Linked DNA regions of Triticum aestivum: region 2 is linked to region 1. Evidence: chromatin contacts called from public Hi-C data. All regions are on one chromosome and are shown on one strand. The core of a region is the stretch at or near the end of the contact, and the rest is flanking DNA. Distances in the headings are between cores, read along the strand shown. Region 1 holds the start of LOC123092043 (ethylene-responsive transcription factor ERF039-like). Region 2 holds the start of LOC123128528.

Region 1 (3,784 bases), core at 948-3,447:
GCCGTTGTGGCTTGCCTAGCCATGAAGATGACACCCTTGCTTTGTTTGGAGAAACAGTGTTCAACTCCAGCGAAAGGGCAGAGCATGCAGGCATGGTCAGCTCACCTAGCCAGGGGCTCTGTCCGGCACATGCTTGGTAAGTGGGAGCATTAGCTTTCTCACTGGAAATGATGGCCATGCTTAAAATAACCTCCCTCATCTCTCTCTACCACAAGGAAAAGAAGCAGAAGAAGAATCTCATTCCCTCATCTTGATCAGCAGCAGCTTTCCAAAGCAGATGGCAAAAGGAAGAAAAAAAGCAGGGGAAGCCAGAGGAAGAAGAAGAAGAAGATGATGAGATGCTGCACTGGAGCCACATGAGGAGTGCCGCCTTTTGTCTGCACTGCACTGCCTCTGCTTGCTTGATCATGGAGGAGACCAACACTAGCCAAACAACCTCATATCCACAAATTGACATTTTTAACCCTTTTTTTTCTCTGCTGTTGAACAGTAAAAGAGCTTCTTCTCCCAACTTCACTGAGCAAACTAATAAAGTTCAACATGATGTTTACGACAGGATCTGATGCTGATAAAGAAACATGAAATTGCTGGCAGTAGCAAAGCACCTCTTGTTGAGCAACATCACTTGATGATAAACAAGTGAGGGGTGGAATAGATTAAGTTTTCAAAGTCAGCTTTAGTGACCTCTTAACTTCGAGCTTCTTGGCATTCTATTCCTTCTTCTCATCTCAGTCTCCATGGCATGGAACTCAAATGTACATATTTTTTTTTCTGGGGAAACTCAATGCAGTACAAAGAGTATTCCAAGCATAACGAATACAGTACATCGCCTAAAATCTATCAAGGTCAAACCACTAGGATTCACACATTACTATGTGGTAATAGTAATAATTAACTCTCTCAGGTAACATGTAGTGGTAGTAGCAAACTTTTTTTGCATATGTATATCACTACGTACTCCCTTATGCTTATTATAAACCAACAAAGTAAAAAAAAAGGCAAACTAAAAAAACACTAGTAGTAAAAAAAGGAAAGAAAAAAAGGCAAAGAAGAGATTACACTAGCGATTAAGTACTCCTAGTATATTTGATCATCTAGTCTTCGCAAGCATCTGCTACTCCCAAAGGAGTGGCTCCTCGAGCCGGAGGTCCGCATTGACCTCCTCGACGTCGGGGAGCGGAGCCCACATGGTGGAGAACCCGAACCCGTCCTCGATGTCCAGGAGCAGGTCCGGCAGGTCGAACAGCTGCAGCTCCTCCTCCGCCTGCTCAGCGGCGCCGCAGCTCGTAGCCGTGGCGGCAGACTCCGGCGGCGTGGTAGCGTCTGCGCCGGCGTCGTTCTTGACGGTCTCCTCTTGGATGAGGCCCTCCTCCTCCTCCGACTGATCCGTGGACAAGGGCGGCGGTGAAGACGTGAACGCGGCGGCCAATGCGGCCGCGGCCTGCACGTCCTTGGGCGCCGGCGAGGCGGCGCGCGGGAGGACGTCGGCGAGCTCCGGGAAGTTGAGGTGCGCGGACCGGGCGCCCTTGATGGCGAGCGCGGCGACGTCGTGCGCGCGCGCGGCCATCTCGGCGGTGGGGAAGGTGCCGAGCCAGATGCGCGACTTCTTGCGCGGCTCGCGGATCTCCGACACCCACTTGCCCCACGCCCGCATCCGCACGCCGCGGTACACCGGGTGCTTCCCGTCGCTGCTCCGCTTGCTCTTCTTCGTCGTCTTCGTCTTCCCCTCCTCCGTCTCCTCCCGCCCTCCCTCTTCCTCGTCCAGCTGCCGCTTGCGCGGCACCGCCTTCACGGCATTGGCGGCGCTCGCCGGCGAGGAGGGACACGACGAAGAGTCCGTGACGGTGGACGAGCACGACATGGACGTGGAACTGGTCGTATACGACGACGTCGATGACGACGAAGACGACGAGGTTTCTTGGAGCTCCCGAGCAGGCGCCATGGCTGCGTGCAGTGGGTGCACGACGAGGGAAGGAGTATGGCTTTGCTTGCTGCAAGCGAGCTCTCGCTGCTCCGCCTTGGCCTTGTGGTGGTGTGTGTCTGTTCGTATCTGCAGTGGGGGTTTATATGAGAGAGCGAGGTGGGAGAAAAGTTTACTGGTGAAAAAGCTAATTAAGAAACCATGGGAGGGCGATATATATGCTTGGTGCCCCCCTGGTGTTGTCCCCACTGTTTTGTTTCCAAGGGCACATGTTCATCATTGTTTTTTCAGTGCCTTGTGGTACTACATGCTATACATCATCATTTCATAAAATTGGCACCACAGATTCAACGGTACAAATTTGAGTGGCTGTGGCCCGTGGGCTTGGGAGCTAGGACAAGGGAGAATATCAGGTGATGCCACCATTCACATGCATGCTCCCATGCTCCTAATTTTGAAAACCCACATTTTTTTTTACAAAGAAAACCCACATTCAAATGGTTCACAAATATCTGATTTTTTTATGAATGTTTATAAGGCATGCATCTGCAGACCCTAAAATTTCCAGATGCAAATTGAAAAAAAACACGTAAAAAAATACAGATGTTAGTAGTGTCATTTTTATACTATTCACGTTTTTGTTTCTTTTGTTTCTCTATGTGTATTTGATTTTTTTTAAATAGTTGTAGACACATGTTTTGTGAATATCCACACATTTTTAAAACATTTAAATGTGTGTTTATGAAATTGGGAGCATGAGAGCATGTGAAGGGTATTATCATTTAATACTTTTCGGTATACAAGCGGTGCTTATATGTATGATGTCATGTTTTATTTGTGGAGACGTATGGAATAAGACCAGGTCTAGATCCGAGTCATCTTAAGTAGGTGCACTATAGAGATTTTTGGTTAAATTGAGATTATCTATTAAAGTTTAATTGAAACTTTGCTAAATGTCTAGTTAGATTTCCAAACTTTTCGGTGAACACTAGATATTCAACAGTACAAGTTCAAGTGGGTGTGGACTTGGGGACTAGGGCAATAGACTGGTGCTAATATGTATGATGTCCTCTTTTATTTGTCAATCCGTGTTGGACGAGGCCAATGCTAGATCTGAGTTGGTGTTAAGTTCGGTGTACTATGGAAATTTTCCAAAAAAAAGTCAAAACTGAGATTATCTATTCACAAATTAGTCGAAACTTTCTTAAATATTAGTTAGATTTCCAAACTTTTCATTAAACACCTGATCATCACCGTCTTATATCATCCCGCATATAACCTGGAAGTAATAATTGCATCAAACCTTCTACCCAAGTTGCACATTAGTACCACAATATAAGGGCAAATAGTGTGCAATTATTGTTGGCTAAGGTTTGCGAAAGTTCCCGATGACCAAGAATTAATAGCGCCATTTTAATTAAAATTCATGAACCTTCTTGGATCGTTATACAAAAAGCTTTTGTTAACACGATGTGTTGTTCTTCACGTACGGCACAGTAGGGTTCATTCTTGAAGAAATCAAGGCATACATGGTTCTAATTTTAGTGAATTCTCTAAGATATTCACATTAGTGTGATGCCGAAAATAGCAAAAGAGATATCTCCAATTATGTAACTTGCAAATTCGGTCTTGTAAAAGAAACAATATCACTCCTTTACAAAAAAGAAACAATATCACATAGATCGGTTGATGTGCAGTAAATCCGTGTAAAAGTCGCCCACCATTTTGATGTGCACGCCACAGGGAAGGCACATATCAGCATCAAGTTCGTACCAGTGCCCCAATGTGATGTGATGTGATGGCCTCATGCAACCAAAAAAAATTGCAGTACACCGGTGACACCTCTGTTCTAAATAATCCATA
Region 2 (3,784 bases), core at 649-3,148, 370 kb before region 1:
TACGGCACGGCACGGCCCTGGCTAAACGGGCCAGGCCCGGCACGCGGCACACCATGGGCCATGCCTGGGCCTGGAGGCTGGGCACGCGGGCCTGCACGGCACGACTCGTTTATTTTTATTTTGAAATATATATATATATATATATATATATATATATATATATATGTCCTATATAAATACCTAATACTCCCTCCGTTCCAAAATATAGTGTTTTCTCTATTTTCGTGCTTCAACTTTGACCATAAATTTAACCAACAAGGCCGACTGCGACAGAAGCAAAATTTATACCAGTGAATTCGTATTCATTTTTTTTTTCAATTATATAATTTTTTCTTCCGCCGCAGTCGGTCTCGTTGGTTAAATTTATGGTTAAAGTTGGACCTCAAGAAGCGCTTGCACTATATTTTGGAATGGAGGGAGTACTCTAATATGTTCAATAATTTTGTAATGCATGCATACTTTTGTAGCGTTTTGTTGTCTTTTCAGTTTTGTCAGGTCGGTTTGTACATGGCTTATACTATGATCCTTATGATATAAATGAGACACGTATTACCATGTAAAAAATATATTTTTATCCTTTTTAATACTTCATCGTACTTTTTACATCTTTTGGGCTTTCCCCCTGTTTTTCCGCGTATTTCAAGGAAAAAATCAAATCGACACGGGCCGGGGTGCCTAAGCGTGCCACGGGCCGACCCACTTATATCCCGTGCAGTGCTTAGGCTGCTGCCTGCAGCACGTGGGTCGGCATGGCACGACTCGGCTATTAACCGTGCCCTAGTGGGCCGTGTCGTGCCGTGCATGTTTACGGCGGGCCAGGCCGACCCGTTTGGCCAGCTCTGACTGGATCGTGATGGAAGGTTTTTTAGAAACACTTATATAACTTTTATTTATACTCATGACAATTACAGGTACATTGATTTGGACCTAAGTTTTGAGAAAATACAAAATAACTCCTATGACTAAAATTACAACGAGGTATCAACTTCTGCTCGAAGAAATACTCCAAAGACTTCGTTAAAGAGTTTGCAATTAGACTGAAACAACGATGTTGCCATTCTTTCACCCACACAAACATCATCAATAATGGTTTTTGAAAGCGTCTTGAGTCGCCCATCTAAAAAAGATGGGAAACCTTAATCGATGAACGTATTTGGTTCGTGGATGATCCACTAGAAATGCGTACCGTCGAATCACTATATCTTCACCATTGTGTCGATGAAAGATTTCACCTCCACAAAAAATCAAACAAACAGAAAAGCTTGACACAACAACATAAACTCATCGGATCCGAATAATCGAATCTGCGAGGACATAAAACTCTCTAATCTCATGGCACCGTCAAAAGAACGAGAGGAAATTTATTCTCACACGACTCTGATGAGCACTACACTTTGACGAAGAATATAGAGGTCTTGAAAATCCAAGGTCCCCCGCCTCTTAGCGCCAAGATGGCAGCTGGAGGCGAGAGGACCTAAATTTTTTAGATGGCGGCGGCGGCAACGACAAGTAGAAAACCGATTTTTGTTTGGGTCGAGGCTTGAGCTGGATCAGGCTAGGGCTGTGCGCAAGGTATAAACTTGGGCTGGGCCACAGGCCTCGACATAAGAGCCTGGCCAGGAGCCCAGCCCAATTCAAGACCACAGCGTCCTTTTCAAGCCAACACACAGCTCGCCGTTGCCGTCCCACAAACCCAACGCCGGGCCACATCATTATTGCATTACTCGACCCAAGACCTTACCCGCAACCATACCCACCAGAGGCGGTCACCGTGCACCCTCTGGACCCACCGGTCAGCGAGGCGGTCTAGTTCAACCTGACGGAGAACGGTCAAGGCGAGGGGAGAGAGCGTGGAGGAAACGCTTTGCGGAGGGCGCCATTTCCGAAATCTTCGAAAGCTCCATTCCAATTCCGACCCCGTTTCAAATCCTCTCGTGCTCCGCAACGCGCTTCGCCTCGCCTCGCCCCCCAAAATTCCCCACCAAAAACCCTACCGCGTGCCCCCTTCCGCACGGCGGTGACATGCCGCCGGCGACCGGCTCCGCGGCCGGCCTCGCGGCGGCCGTCCTCGCCGCCTCCGCGCCGCGGGCCGCGGCGGAGGCTGTCTCGTCGGTCGCCGACTTCCTCCGCCGCCACCACTCCGGCGCGGACCAGCCGCGCGCCTTCTTCGCCGACGCGCTCCCGGCGCTCCTCTTCCGCCTGTTCGTCTCCAGTTCCCCCGCCTCGCCGTGCTTCCTCGACCTCGCCGCTGGCGACCCCGCCCTCGCCGACCTCATCGCGTCGTTCCTCGCCCCCTCCGGGCCGCTCCTCGTCGCCATCTCCGCTGCGGATCGCCACTCCCTCGCTCGCTTCACGTTCCCGCGCGAGCGGCTCCCCGATTGGCTCGGTTTCGCGCTATCCTCCACCGCGGCCTCCTCCGATAAGGTGATCTCGCCGCTCCTTGCCGGCCGCGTCGGCTCCAAGCTTCATCTCTCAGTGTTCGAGTACTACCTTTTCTGGTTCGCGTACTACCCCATCTCCGCCGCCACGGCCAAGGCTGCCGCCGGCGCCTCGAAACCATCGACCTCCACTTCGAAACCCTCGCTTAAGCCACGCGTTCTCCTCGAGAGTTGGGTGTCCACCCTCGCATCCACGGCTGGCCGCAATCCGGATCGGAAGCCCGATAGATCGCTGTACCTGAAGCTTCTGTACGCCTACCTTAAGGAGTTCGTGCCCAGCGACTGCGCCCCGCCCCGCGGTGGTTTTGGTACATTGCTGCATCGGAATGTCAGAGACGGTGTGGACGCTGCTGGATCCTTCAGGCGGGCCGAGTTCTTCGTGCACACACTCGTACAGTTCTGGCTTGTTGGGGACGATTTCTCGCCGCTGCCTGTTCGGACTTCCCGTTCCTATGGGTTGCCTTTACTGTCACTTCTGTCTCGTGCAAATCCTACACTGTCCGAGAGACTGCCAGCTCCAGGACTTGGCGATGCAGTGAAGCTGTTGGTGATGTATTTGAATAGGAGCAGTGTCTGCAAACTCACTGATGCAGGCAATGTGTTTGATGGAATGCTCTTAAGGAAGGAGTCATGTGACAGTCCCGCTGGCTACTGGAACCCATTGATGCAGAGACCATTGTATCGGTTTGTGCTAAGGACGTTCATGTTCTGCTCCAGGGATGCAGATATCAAGAACATTGCTCAGGTTTTTTCTGCATGGATGGTCTATATGGAACCATGGAAGGCTCAGCAGGATGACTTGAATGAGTACGATCTGCCACCTCCTGGTGGGCGAAATGTGAATTGCGTTAGTGATGGACAAATGCAAAGGTGTGATGTAGGGTACTCTCCAGCATGGCAAGGCTTCGTGCTGTCCAACTATTTGTTCTATAGTTCACTGGTAGTCCATTTCTTGGGGTTTGCTCATAAGTTTATTCATTCTGATGTCGCTTCAGTGCTGCAAATGGTATCAAAGGTTAGTGCAGACTTATTGGGTCATATTTTCCAGAAGTATGCCCAACTTTGAATCATATAACTGTAATATTGCATTTGTTATACTTAATGCATGTTACTATTACCCGGACAGGTCTGAATTTTGCTAAATGTGCTAAGTTTTACTCAAATCATGACATGAGTTTCAACAAAACTAAGCCTTTCAGTACTTGATATTTGTTGAACTAATGTCCATTTGCTGTTTTGCTGCTGTTTCCATTGTTCAGGTATTGGAAGTTTTGGGTTCCTCGGAATTATTGGAGCTTATCTACAAAGTTGATGCTGCTTATCATTCTAGAGTTTCTGATTCCCAG

Evidence for each region. Hi-C and Micro-C count contacts between places; a contact is called where the count stands out from the background.
Region 2: a contact with region 1 is called in a Hi-C map of leaf, with 9 times the contacts expected there. The contact joins the promoter of LOC123128528 here to the promoter of LOC123092043 in region 1. A contact is called at or near these places in 2 of 5 Hi-C or Micro-C datasets (leaf and root).

The regions. Positions count from the first base shown.
Region 1 is chr1B:424,750,309-424,754,092 of IWGSC CS RefSeq v2.1, reverse strand. It overlaps LOC123092043 (ethylene-responsive transcription factor ERF039-like), which reads right to left and starts at 2,197. Exons shown (of 1, transcript XM_044513709.1): 1 at 942-2,197. The coding sequence starts at 1,942. The coding sequence ends at 1,115.
Region 2 is chr1B:425,123,765-425,127,548 of IWGSC CS RefSeq v2.1, reverse strand. It overlaps LOC123128528, which reads left to right and starts at 1,898. Exons shown (of 4, transcript XM_044548560.1): 1 at 1,898-3,453; 2 at 3,698-3,784. The coding sequence starts at 2,023.